4 separate regions of the Mus musculus genome follow, and regions 1, 3 and 4 are each linked to region 2. A link is a contact called in public ChIA-PET, Hi-C and promoter capture Hi-C data. All regions are on one chromosome and are shown on one strand. Each heading gives the region's core, a stretch centred on a gene start, on an enhancer-like site or on the middle of the called end of the contact. The rest is flanking DNA. Distances are from core to core; before and after follow the strand shown. Region 1 overlaps Ahdc1 (AT hook, DNA binding motif, containing 1). Region 2 has its middle 15 kb from the start of Gm36518. Region 3 overlaps Wasf2 (WAS protein family, member 2). Region 4 has its middle 12 kb from the start of Gm26615.

What was found. Promoter capture Hi-C pulls out the DNA fragments that hold promoters and counts their contacts. A called contact is a pair of places that touch in the nucleus more often than the background predicts. ChIA-PET counts read pairs in DNA pulled down with a chosen protein or histone mark.
Region 1: a contact with region 2 is called in an RNA polymerase II ChIA-PET map of effector CD8 T cells, with 3 times the contacts expected there. The contact joins two enhancer-like sites. A contact is called at or near these places in 7 of 39 promoter capture datasets (the 3T3-L1 cell line, the C10 cell line, cranial neural crest and 4 more), 1 of 15 datasets of contacts at CTCF or cohesin (embryonic stem cells), 57 of 484 Hi-C or Micro-C datasets (B cells, the Ba/F3 cell line, the C2C12 cell line and 29 more), 10 of 115 datasets of contacts at active chromatin or transcription factors (the HPC-7 cell line, Th17 cells, bone marrow-derived macrophages and 6 more) and 4 of 9 other capture datasets (adipose tissue, embryonic stem cells, embryonic tail and 1 more).
Region 3: a contact with region 2 is called in a Hi-C map of liver, with 2.5 times the contacts expected there. The contact joins two enhancer-like sites. A contact is called at or near these places in 2 of 484 Hi-C or Micro-C datasets (Th1 cells and liver), 9 of 115 datasets of contacts at active chromatin or transcription factors (DN3 thymocytes, the HPC-7 cell line, Th17 cells and 6 more) and 1 of 9 other capture datasets (embryonic stem cells).
Region 4: a contact with region 2 is called in a promoter capture Hi-C map of hippocampal neurons, with 4 times the contacts expected there. The contact joins two enhancer-like sites. A contact is called at or near these places in 1 of 39 promoter capture datasets (hippocampal neurons), 1 of 15 datasets of contacts at CTCF or cohesin (large pre-B cells), 11 of 484 Hi-C or Micro-C datasets (CD4 T cells, CD8 T cells, the G1E-ER4 cell line and 8 more) and 12 of 115 datasets of contacts at active chromatin or transcription factors (T-cell acute lymphoblastic leukemia, acute myeloid leukemia, bone marrow-derived macrophages and 6 more).

Annotation. Positions count from the first base shown.
Region 1 is chr4:133,073,085-133,075,784 of GRCm38.p6, reverse strand. All of the region lies in intron 6 of Ahdc1 (AT hook, DNA binding motif, containing 1), which reads right to left. Among named protein-coding and RNA genes, the nearest start is that of Gm26615, 9.0 kb to the left of the region's middle. Within about 2 kb of position 1,409, at least 94 of the 459 cell types and tissues checked have an H3K27ac peak or open chromatin away from gene starts, as enhancers often do. A contact at or near this core is called in DN3 thymocytes, Th1 cells, cerebellum and 10 more, where this site is marked.
Region 2 is chr4:132,944,051-132,946,750 of GRCm38.p6, reverse strand. No RefSeq gene overlaps it. Among named protein-coding and RNA genes, the nearest start is that of Gm36518, 15 kb to the left of the region's middle. Within about 2 kb of position 1,315, at least 276 of the 459 cell types and tissues checked have an H3K27ac peak or open chromatin away from gene starts, as enhancers often do. A contact at or near this core is called in CD8 T cells, DN3 thymocytes, the HPC-7 cell line and 20 more, where this site is marked.
Region 3 is chr4:133,157,855-133,160,554 of GRCm38.p6, reverse strand. The region is part of intron 1 of Wasf2 (WAS protein family, member 2); the gene reads right to left. Among named protein-coding and RNA genes, the nearest start is that of Wasf2, 29 kb to the right of the region's middle. Within about 2 kb of position 1,319, at least 155 of the 459 cell types and tissues checked have an H3K27ac peak or open chromatin away from gene starts, as enhancers often do. A contact at or near this core is called in DN3 thymocytes, the HPC-7 cell line, Th1 cells and 5 more, where this site is marked.
Region 4 is chr4:133,093,944-133,096,643 of GRCm38.p6, reverse strand. No RefSeq gene overlaps it. Among named protein-coding and RNA genes, the nearest start is that of Gm26615, 12 kb to the right of the region's middle. Within about 2 kb of position 1,288, at least 219 of the 459 cell types and tissues checked have an H3K27ac peak or open chromatin away from gene starts, as enhancers often do. A contact at or near this core is called in CD8 T cells, the N1E-115 cell line, T-cell acute lymphoblastic leukemia and 7 more, where this site is marked.

The DNA.
Region 1 (2,700 bases), core at 160-2,659, 130 kb before region 2:
AGAGTCAACACAGATATGTAATCACTAAAACTATCACTTTTATTATTTTCCTGGGGCCAGACAGGCCTTCCAAACCTCCACGGTGAGAGAAGTTCCAAGGACAGAGGCTTGTGAGGCGGAGCACCACAAGGGGTGAAAGCCTGCTTCTATTTATTTGAATGCCACCTCTCTTCCTAGGCCCCCTCACCCACTCTGCTCCCAGGAGAGAGAGATGAAGGTAGAAAGAACTCATCCAACACAATGCCATCTGTGTTGGTGGAGACACTCACTGCCTTCCTGAAGCTAGCAAACTCCCCAGTCCCCACAGCCACTCGGGTACCTCTTTTCCATAGACAGTTCTGATCACGTGTGTGGAACTTATCTTCTCTACGCAGACCACCAGTCTGGCCCAACCCCCTCACCCAGATCCATAGCTGTGGCTGTAAGGGATGAGATATAGCCAGGACAGGACCAGCTTGGTCATTCCCAGAACCCTGGGCCGTTAGACTGCCTGCCTTTCAGAGGTCTGGGATCCTGGCTCCCCACCCCCAAGTGCGAGACCATTTCCCCCAGAAGAGGAGCAGGGCTGGGGTGCTAAACTGACTTCTAAGTCTCCTCTGTGAGCCACCTGTCCTCCCCCACAGCCGCAGGAGCCAGGCAGCAGCGACAGAAAGCCTCTCTCCCTGTACTTTCTTGGCTTGCCTCTCCAACAGGACCACATTGGCATTCCGCTCAGCCTCAGCTGCTGTCTGCTGGGCAATCAGCCCCAGGGATGACTTTTGTCCTCTGGTTGGACTAGCCAGGACACCCCTGAGAGCCAGGGGCACCAGGTGGGCTCCTGCAGGGAAGGAGAAGCACCCCATTTTGGTGATGAGGCCAGGCAGAGAGAAGCAAAAGGGTTGGTGAGGCCTGAGACATCAGATCTGTACCTCAGTAAGGGGTAGCGGGGAGGACAAGCCGGTGAGTCTGTAAGGTGACAGATGCATCACAATTGGGGCAGTAAGCAGAAAAGCAGCTCTTGGGAGCAGAGGTGCTGCAGGGATGAATGTCAGCTCTCTACAGTTAGGGTGACAAGCTCGACCAATTGCAGAGATGAAGGGAAAGGACCGTGACATGTGGGGTGCCAGGCTCAGCAAGCACTGGGGGCCTCAATCCAGAAGCTGACGTCTCTGCAGTTGAGGGACAGTTGCCAAGATGAACAATCTTCTGGGTAACTAACGGGGAGAGAGGGTGGGCTCCTGCAAACTACTTGGCAAAGTGAGTGATGAAGAACCCCAGTTTTGCCTGCTCCCCCAAGGGCCTAGAGCACAAATCCTGCATAAATCCCCCTCGCTCCCACCCCCACCAGCCCTTAGCCACTGCCAGTGACCCTCTGTAAGCCAGGTCTCCATGGTGATCTCAGCCCAGCAGGCGGTTCCTGCCAGAACCTTCCTTCCCATGGTGCCTGCGGCCAGGCAGCAGGAGGCTTTCTCACCCTCTGCTAAGCTGCCCAGAGCACCTTACCCTTCCCTCCCACTGCCTTCCCAGCTTCTAGGACTTGGCCAGCCAGAGGCACAAGCAGAATCTGGGGGAGGGTGGTGGGTGGGGAAGAATCAAAGGCTGGGGTGGGGGTGTTCTTCGTGCAGGGAGGATGTTATGCTGGGCAGACTGCAGACTTAGCTAGACTCAAGTCCTGAAAACCGAACCAAATGCTAAGGTGCCAGGCAGCCCTGCTGAGGGATTAGGAACAAGGCAGAGAGCACAGTCGCTCTGGATCCACCCTAAAAAGCCTGCTGACGTGGAGGGACAGCAAAGCAGACGCGTCCTAATCCAGGTCATCTGCAGGTAGAGGGTTGTGCCAAGGCAAGGCCTGTGGGGCTCAGGACGAGGAGGAACCCTGCACTCACTGGGAAGGAAGACTGTAGCTCTGAACTTGCTGAGTTCAGAGCTCACTCAGCATGCTGGGATGGCACACACGTGTGGACAAATGGCAGCGTTGTGAAAGGTCTACGGCTGGTCAGCATGTCAGAGTGTCCACCTCAGCTTTCACATGCCTATAGGATGCCTTCTTAGAAGGCCTTGTTACCATAGCTACCAGAGCACTTGCCATTCCCCATGCTGCTCTGCTAGAGCAGGGACCTGTGTGTGGTACACCTCGGAACCCTCAGTTCCAGTATGCACCTGGCCCCAGGACACCAACTGCGTTACTTAGTGGCTCCAGGAGGAACCTTAGAACCACATCCACTGCACCCTCACACTCCAGCAGTTTTAGAGACTTCGGTGGTCTTTGCCTGGGCAGAGATTCAAAGTGCTAGGGATCATATAGAGATCTGGCTGCCCAGAGAACCATTCTCTCTATGAAGGGAGGGTACACTCCTGGTAAGAAACTGTGTACCACACCCACTTCCTGCTAGGGCATGCGCTAAGGCTCGACCTCCGCTCCCTGGTCTATGCCTCCAGAAACGGATTTCAGTGTCAGGTGCGGAAGATGGAGAGGGAGGCCCCTCCCTCTCTGAGCTTCAGTTCTCTTACTGAAAAGCAAGGGCTTGAACAAGTGATGAGACTTTTAGGTGTTCCAGACACAAGGGTCGAAGGGCAAATCAGTCGCCTGAAGACCAAGCTACTTCTCTGGCATTTCATGTTACTGCAGGCCTTTGAGGTACCTCAATGTGTAAGATATTTCTGTGGGGCTTAAACTACACCTGACAGGCAGAAATACCACGAGAGGTTCAGTGAAGGGTC
Region 2 (2,700 bases), core at 66-2,565:
GGATTGCGGCAAAGCTTCCATCTGGAATCATTTGTTTGTTCCGATAAAGAACCTCTGGATCTGGATCGAATCGCGTGTCCCGTGTTCTTGTGTCCGGGAGCTCACCAGCCCTCCCCTCCCCTCTCCTCTCCCCGCTCCTCCGCCCCACTCCCACCCCCACAGCCTCTGACAGGGCATTACGTCTTCTGCTTGCACAGTGGGTGCATGCAGTTGGGAACAAGCTGGGGTTTTGAGGCCGAGAACTTGGGGCTGGGTTTCTCTATCTGAGTTTCTGAGGTCAGGCACTGAAACCTGGGTACTTGTGGCTAGGTGCTTGGACTTGCTGTCTGTATGAGCAGACAGACCTGTTCCTGCCCCTGTCTCTTCCGGGTAGCTTCACATTAATGACGCTGTTTGTCCTGCCTGTCTATCTTAGGAGATGGCAGAGGCTGAAAGGCAAGAGAACGCTCTCCCTGGCCTCTTCGCCTGCCTTCCTGGGACCCTTCCCTCTCCTCACCGGGAGGCCTGGGCGTCCTAGTCTTCCACCCCTCCCCCCAGCCATCTGCTTAAAGGACGTGGCTCCTCAGTTCTTCACAGGAAGCCACAGGCCTCTTCTGCTTCAGCAACCTCCGCTGCTGCTGGCCCAGGCCCCTTTCCAGGTCAGCTTAGTAACGCCCGGTTCTCAGCATTTCCCTGTACCGCCAGCCAAGAAGCCTGGGTGGCGGTGGCGTGTTTCTCTCTTTCTCCTCTAAAACCTTATGGCTCTGTCGGGGGGTGGGGGTGGGAGGTGCATAGGCTGTGAACTTGAAGACAGACCTGATGGCAGAGAGGGTCCTGAATTGTGGAACTAGGGGTTTGGGAAGGAGAGCAGGAGGAAGGTCCTTCAGAGACCCTGGGAATGATCACTCCAGCGTCCAGGCTTCCTGCTGCAGAGCAGAAGCCGAGGTCCATTCATTTCAGTCTCGGAAGACTGTGGTGGAGACTGCCCCAGGGAGGGCTTTTAGTAATTGCGGAGCAGCTCAAGGATAATGAGGGCTGATGAAGTCTAGCCCGGGACTACAGTGCCACCTGGTGGTCATGTTCGTACACTGCACCATGAGATTGTGGCGCCAGCCTTAGGAGGGGCTGACTGTTAAAGGGTACCAGGGCCTGGAAGGAAACTCCCTAGATAAAGGGATTTGATGAAAGGTCAGGACTAAGTCAGCTGACATGGTATGCCTGTAGTCAAGTGCTGGAGGAGCCTGCGGCCGAATTGTTGAGCCGAGGAGTTCAAGGGCAGCCTGGTCAGCACAGCAAGAACTTGACTGCAAGGTGCTGGAGAGACGGCTCAGCAGTTGCTGCTCTTCCAGCAGACAGAGTTCCATTTAGTGACTCACAGTGACCTGCAGCTCCAGCTCCGCCCTCTTCCTGCCTCCCTGGCACACACCCATCTTTAAACCTTCAAGCTAAAAACAAAGACACATCCTCTAACGTCCACACTTGGGAATGACACTCTTGGTCTGGATGAGACTCCTTTAGCACCATTTGACAGACGAGAAACCTGAGGACCAGAGATGACCTTGACATTGTCTTACAGCAAGACAGTCAGAAACCGGGGTCTGAATTTATTTTATTCTATTTTATACTTGGGATGGAGCCCAGAGTCACTGAGGTCTAATTTGGGGCTCGTCTTAAGATGTAGCTCCAGAGTAAAAAGCATTCTCTGTTAGTTTCTAGTCACCCCCTTTGTGACCAAACATGGCACTGCCCAGCACCAACCCCACTTTAGTCACCAAAGTTGGCACTACAAGATGGCTTTTCCCCAAAATAAACTCTGCTCTGAAGCAAGAGGATCTGAGAAGGCCAGGGGTTACAGAGCGTGTGCGTTTGCTCAGCAGACACTTTAGAAGAGGAAGCCCAGGGGGCTGGAGAGATGACTTCTTGGTTACAAGAGCTCCCTGGTCTTCCAGGGGACCCGTTAAGTTCCTAGACCTCACATCAGGGAGTTAACAACTGTCTGGAACTATAACTTTTCTAAACCGCACACATGCACACACTTAAAAACAAAATCTCATAACTGGGTAGTAGTGGTATACCCCATTCAATCCCAGCACTCAGGAGGTAGCTAGCATATCTCTTCGAGTTTGAGGCCAGCCTGATCTACAGAGTGAATTTCAGGATAGCCAGGGCTACATAGAGAAAGCTTGTCTCGAAAACCAAAAACAAACAAAACAAAACAAAGCCTTATAAAAAGCCAATCGCATTAGCAGAGGAAACCTCCTGGCTTTAAAGAAAGCAGATTTGGGACCCTAAAAACGCAAGGAACTTGTCAGGCTGCAACCCTGCAGCAGGGCCATGACTCAGTGGTGTGTCTGTCTGAAGGCCACTGCCAGAGACAATTCTAAAAGAGACAGATGTCACGTGGCCCTGCCGCTGCTGTGTGTCATCATGTCGTCTGGTGCTGTGTGAACGTAATAATCAAAACCCGTGAAGACAGACAAGGGTAGGGGTTATCGAAACAAATGGGGGTGAAGAGAAGGCGAACAGGAAGGAAGAGGGGGCCTCGTGGATTCACTCTGAGCTGCAAGTAGGCAGGAAGTAGGTTCCTTGTGCGGTGGGGTCCTTAGCGCCTGGTACAGTGCCTGGCGTGGATTGATCACTCAGTAAATGTCTAGGGGATGAAGGTGAAGAATTAAGCTGCATTCTGAGAGAGCAGTATGCGGCCATCGTCAGGGTAATTCA
Region 3 (2,700 bases), core at 70-2,569, 210 kb before region 2:
GAACAGTATGAAGTTGTGAGCTACCATGTGGGTGGCAGGACTGGAACCCAGGTCCTCCAAAGGAGCAGCAAGTGCTGTGAATGGATGAGCCGTCTCTCCAGCCCTGAACAGTGACGTCAAACCGTCCTCCGACCTCTGCACACGGACTCGGCTCAATCACTGTAATAGACTTAAAAGTTTCCAAACGTCAGCATGTAGGATGGGGCCTTGAAACCTGATGACAACCACAGCGCCCCAGAGAACAGCAGCATTAAAAGAAATTTCACAGATAAAGGGACATCAGCAGCCAAAAACTAAGCCCTATTCAAAATTTCAATGGCTCAAGTTTCATCTTGATAACACTGGTTTTTCTGTCCAAAATATATCTTATTAGGCAGCTCTTGAAAGTTAAAAGGTGTCTTTAAATGCCTGCTGACCTAAAATTGCCATGTTCCATACTTTAAAGGGATTGATTCTGTGCAAGACAATAAGATGCCAGCTTCTGCTCAAAGGCGATCAGGATACTATTTGGTGAACCTATTCTGCACCTGTACAAGTAAAATAAGCCTGGCCTGCATATGGCTCAGGGAGGGCTGTATTTATGTGGGCTCTCCCTATGACCTCTTGGCAGAAAATGTAAGAAAGTCCTTTTCTGAGGCTAAGGGGCGGGCCCAGGACTTTCAACTACCCATTCAAGCAGGGTTACAATTCCCCTCCTCCATAATTAAGTTCCCTTTTTCACTCTCCATGCATGCATGAGTTGCTGTGACACTGACGTGGGGCCCTGACATTAGCCTTTGAAGGTCATTTAAGTCTTTCCAAGCAGCCCTAAAAGATACGTATCATCCATTCTACAATGCCTGAATGTAGGATTTGGCACAATCCTCAGAGCAAATCACCCAAAACTTAAGAGGGCTCCGAATATATGAAACATAAAATGAGCAAATCGAAGAAATAAAACATGGTAAAACTCAGTTGCTCAAGATACAATAGTAGGCTAGTTGAAATGGTTCACGCCTTTTATCCCAGCACTTGGAAAACACGGACTAGAGGGTCATTGCAAGTTCAAGGATAGCCTGGTCTACTTAGCAAATTCTAGGCAGCCCGGGCTATACAGTGAGACCCTGTTGTCATCTAATACAGAGAGAATGTGCTTATTAATAATACCGGCTTTATTTGGGAAAGCAGAAAAGATTACTCACAACACAGCTGTTTTACATGGCTCAGACCTCACATCCTGTTCCTGCCTCATCTAAATTCCCCTTGTCTGTAGCCCCACAGACCGTGCCACTGGCTACCGGTTACACCACATTCTTCAATCTTTGCTGAGGTCTGTGGTCTTCTGAGATGAAGCACAAGAGAAGCTTCTCCTTAGGCCAAGAAGACTGACGTCCTCCCACCATGCCCTTCTGCTGCTCTCCGCTTTCATCTTAGAACTGGAGATTAAACCTTGTGAGCATATGGCAAGCTCTCTGCCCCAGAGCTATACCCTCAGCCCTTTCTTCCCTTCTAAGACAGGGTCTTGCTAAGTAGCCTAGGCTAGTCTAAACTCCATCTTCAACCCACACAGGCCTTGAACTTTCAATCTTCCAGCCTCAACTTTCTGAGTGACTCTGTTTAGAGGTTTGCCCGCCAGGCTTAGATCCACCTTGGTTCTCTAAGTTTCCCTATACCTTTCCCCACCAGCCCATCACACTGGGTTACAATCACTGCCTTTCTTACTTGCTGTCCTGATAACCTGAGAGGTTCTCTGAGGCTGGCAGTATTACTCATTCTTACTCTTAGCACCTGCAACTGTATTAGGAAGCAGAAAAATGAGCAGAAATTGAAGAGAGCAAATGAATGAGGCTCTTGGGCCCTAACTCCCACAAAGATAAGGATGTGGATAATGTCAGGACTGCTGCTCCTACAACTCTCTGAGGGAAAAGAGCCAACCTTCATAACACAAAGCAGAGTCTCTTTTAGGTTTTGTTTTTCAAGACAAGTTCTCTCTACATAGCCCTAGCCATCCTAGAACTCACTCTGTATGCCACACTGGCCTCCAAATCAAGAGATCCACCTGCCTCTTCCTCTGCCTTCCGAGTTCTGGGATTAAAGGCTTGCATAACCACATCCAACATTTGTTTTAGGTTTTTTGTGTGTATTTTTTTAAGATTTATTTATTTATGTGAGTATACTGTCACTCTTGTTAGACACACCAGAAGAGGGCATCATATCCCATTACAGATGGTTGTGAGCCACCATGTGGTTGCTGGGAATTGAACTCAGGACCTGTGGAAGAGCAGTTGGTACTCTTAACCACTGAGCCATCTCTCCAGCCCTTTTGTGGGGTTTTTATGTTGTTATTAGGAAAGAGTCTCCTGCAACCTAGGGTTAACTTTGAATTTGCTATGTAGCCAAAGATGGCTTTGAACTCTTAATCCTTTTGCCCCTACAGATCCCATTTATATGGTACTGGAGATCAAACCCAGCAGCTTCTAGAACAGTAGTCAAGCACTCTACCAAAGGAGCTAAAACCCCAACACTAACTTCTATTAAATGTATAGTGGCAGCCTGGAATTGTGGTAAACAACTTCACTCCTAGCTTTTTTTTTTTTTTTTTTTTTTTTTTGGTTTTTCAAGACAGGGTTTCTCTGTGCAGTCCTGGCTGTCCTGGAACTCACTCTGTAGACCAGGCTGGCCTCGAACTCAGAAATCCGCCTGCCTCTGCCTCCCAAGTGC
Region 4 (2,700 bases), core at 39-2,538, 150 kb before region 2:
CGTCAGTTCTTCCGCGGACCCGCCAGATACAGATCTAGTTAGCTAACTAGTACAGACGCAGGCGCAAACATTAGATGCCGGCACACACACACACGCACGGAGACAGAGACAGACACGAAACGACCGCTGGCCAGCTTACCTCCCGGCGGGGGTCGGTGGTCCCTGGGCAGGGGTCTCCTAATCTCGGTGGGACCTCCAAATGAAAGACTCCCGAGGTGGGTAGTCAATTAATCTGAGGAGACCTTCCCAAGAATCAGCGAGCCCACGATTCGGATGCAAACAGCAAGAGGCTTTATTGGGAACACGGGTACCCGGGCGACTCAGTCTATCGGAGGACTGGCGCGCCGAGTGTGGAGTTCTTACCCTTTTTATAGGGCTGGGGCTGGGGAGCAAAAAGCGTGGGTACAGAAGCGAGAAGCGAGCTGAGTCTGGGAACCATCTGTTCTTGGCCCTGAGCCGGGGCCCAGGTGGGTATCATCTGTTCTTGGCCTTGAGCCGGGGCCCAGGTGGGTACCATCGGTATCCTGTTTGGCCCTTGTCCTAGTATTATTCAGCCTTGATTTTTAGCTGTTAATCTTTAACTGAACTTCCTTGTAGCTTTTGAGAACTCAGCTCTGGTACTTTTTCATGCCTTGCAAAATGGCGTTACTGCAGCTAGCTTGCTAAGCCTTATGGTGGGGTCTTTCAAAGGAAAAGGCAGTGAGCTCAGCCTCCAGGGTGTCAGGAGGCATGGAATGCTCTCAAGGAAGGCAGTGTCAGGATTCAGCTCGTGTTTTCAAAAACTCACCCTGGTGGCTGTGTGTAAGATGGATTATGGATTGAAGAGGGAAGGCAGGCGACAAGAGGAGGGGGAACTGAGGAGCCACTGGGGGAGACAAAGACACAGCACCTGAGGCTGGGCCTGAATGCCCCCTGCCTGTGAGGCTCTGAACCCCCTCCCAATCCTCCCCTCCACCCTCCAGGCCTGTTGTCTTGAGCAGCGGTGGGAAGGACAGGGCTGGCAAAACTGACACTCACTAATCACGGCCCTCACCCCAGAGCTGCACTGACTGTCTGGTCTCCATGGAGACACGGCAACCTCCGGCCACTTGTTAATGGCAACTCAACAAGGCTGCAGCAATGAGGCCCGGGCCTGACCAGTGTGCCCAGCTCTGCACCATTCATCCCAGTTTGGGCCTCTGCAGAAGACCCCAGGGGTGCGGGAGTTGGGGCACAGGAAGAAGGACTGGTTGGCTACACCCCTCTGCAGCCCCGCCTCCTTTGGCACTGCCAAGCAGCGAGGGCAGAGGCAGTCTCTGCCCTGGCTGACTCCTCCGCAGGGCTGCTGGGAAGCTGAGCTCATGCAGGTCACCCAGGCAAGGCCAAAGGGCTGGCGGGGGATGGTGAGGAATCCAGAGGGGACCTGCCTGCATCCCACACACAGCAGAATGGAGGTGGGGTGAGCTTCTCCTGCACCAACAACCCTCTGCTCTGCTAGCCTGAGGCAGGGGCCCAATTGGGAACCATCTGTCCAGAACCTCTTCCCAGAGCACTGTCGCTCCTCCATTGGAAATGCCACCATTAGCAATCCGTTCCATCAGGAGGCCGCATGGCTTAGCACACAAAACACTGGCTTTGCAGTCAGGCCAGCCTGGGTATAAAAACTTGGCTCTGTCCTTAACCGTTGAGCATTGATTTCTCCATCTGTAGGATGGGGACGATAATTGCGCATGTGTGTATGTGCGCAGGAGGAAGTGCTATGGATGTTTCCTGGAGACTGATCTTAATACCTGTGCTTTCCATTCCAGGAGCCATTTCTCTCTTTCTTTCTCTTCCCCCAAGGAGCCATTTATTTTTGCTTCTTCTCTTCTTCCCTTCCTTTCTTTAAAAAGAAAAAAAAATTTATGGGCAGGGCGTAGGCAGCCCACGCCTTTAATCCCAGCACTCTGGAGGCAGAAGCAGGTGGATCTCTGTGAGTTTGAGGCCATCCTGGTCTACGGAGCACAGCCCCATCTGGGGGTGGGGGTGGGGGGCAGTGGGGGTGGGTTGGGAGGAGGGGGAGATGGAAAATAAAGGAACAAACAAAAGATCTTTTTGAAACAGGGTGTGTTACCCAAGCTGATCTAAAACCAGCTTTGTAGCTAAGAATGACCTTGAACTCTGCCTTCACTTCCCAAGTGCTGGGATTGCAGCCTTTCTTTGCCACCACAGACCATCTGGGTCCTCTTCCACACTTCCCAGGATGATCCCACAGATGTTCCATACTCCTGTAACTGCCCCACATTTGTGGTCCCCATAGACTGGGCTGGGTAGAGTGAGCATCAGGACAAAACGGAGGAAATAAACAGGGGATGGGGAGGAGGGGGAAGAGGTTCTCTCTGCCTTTTTTCCCTCTTCCTCCTCTTCCTCCCCTCTTCCTCCCCCTCCTCCTCCCCCTCCTCCTTTTCCTCCCCTCCTCCTCTGCCTCCTCCTCTCCTTCCTCCTCTGCCTCCTCCTCCCCCTCCTACTCCCCCTCCTTCCCCTCCTCCTCCTCTCTCTCCCCCCTCCTCCTCCTCTTCTTCTTCCCCTCCTCCTCTTCTTCCTTTTCCTCCTCCTTCTTCCTCTTTCCTGTTAACCACTCCACGGAGATGTAGGCCTCTTCCCCACCCCCCTTCTCACTGTCGTCCATCTGTCTATCCCTCCCTCTCACAAACAAGAGCTGAGCCCCTCTATCCCCGGGTC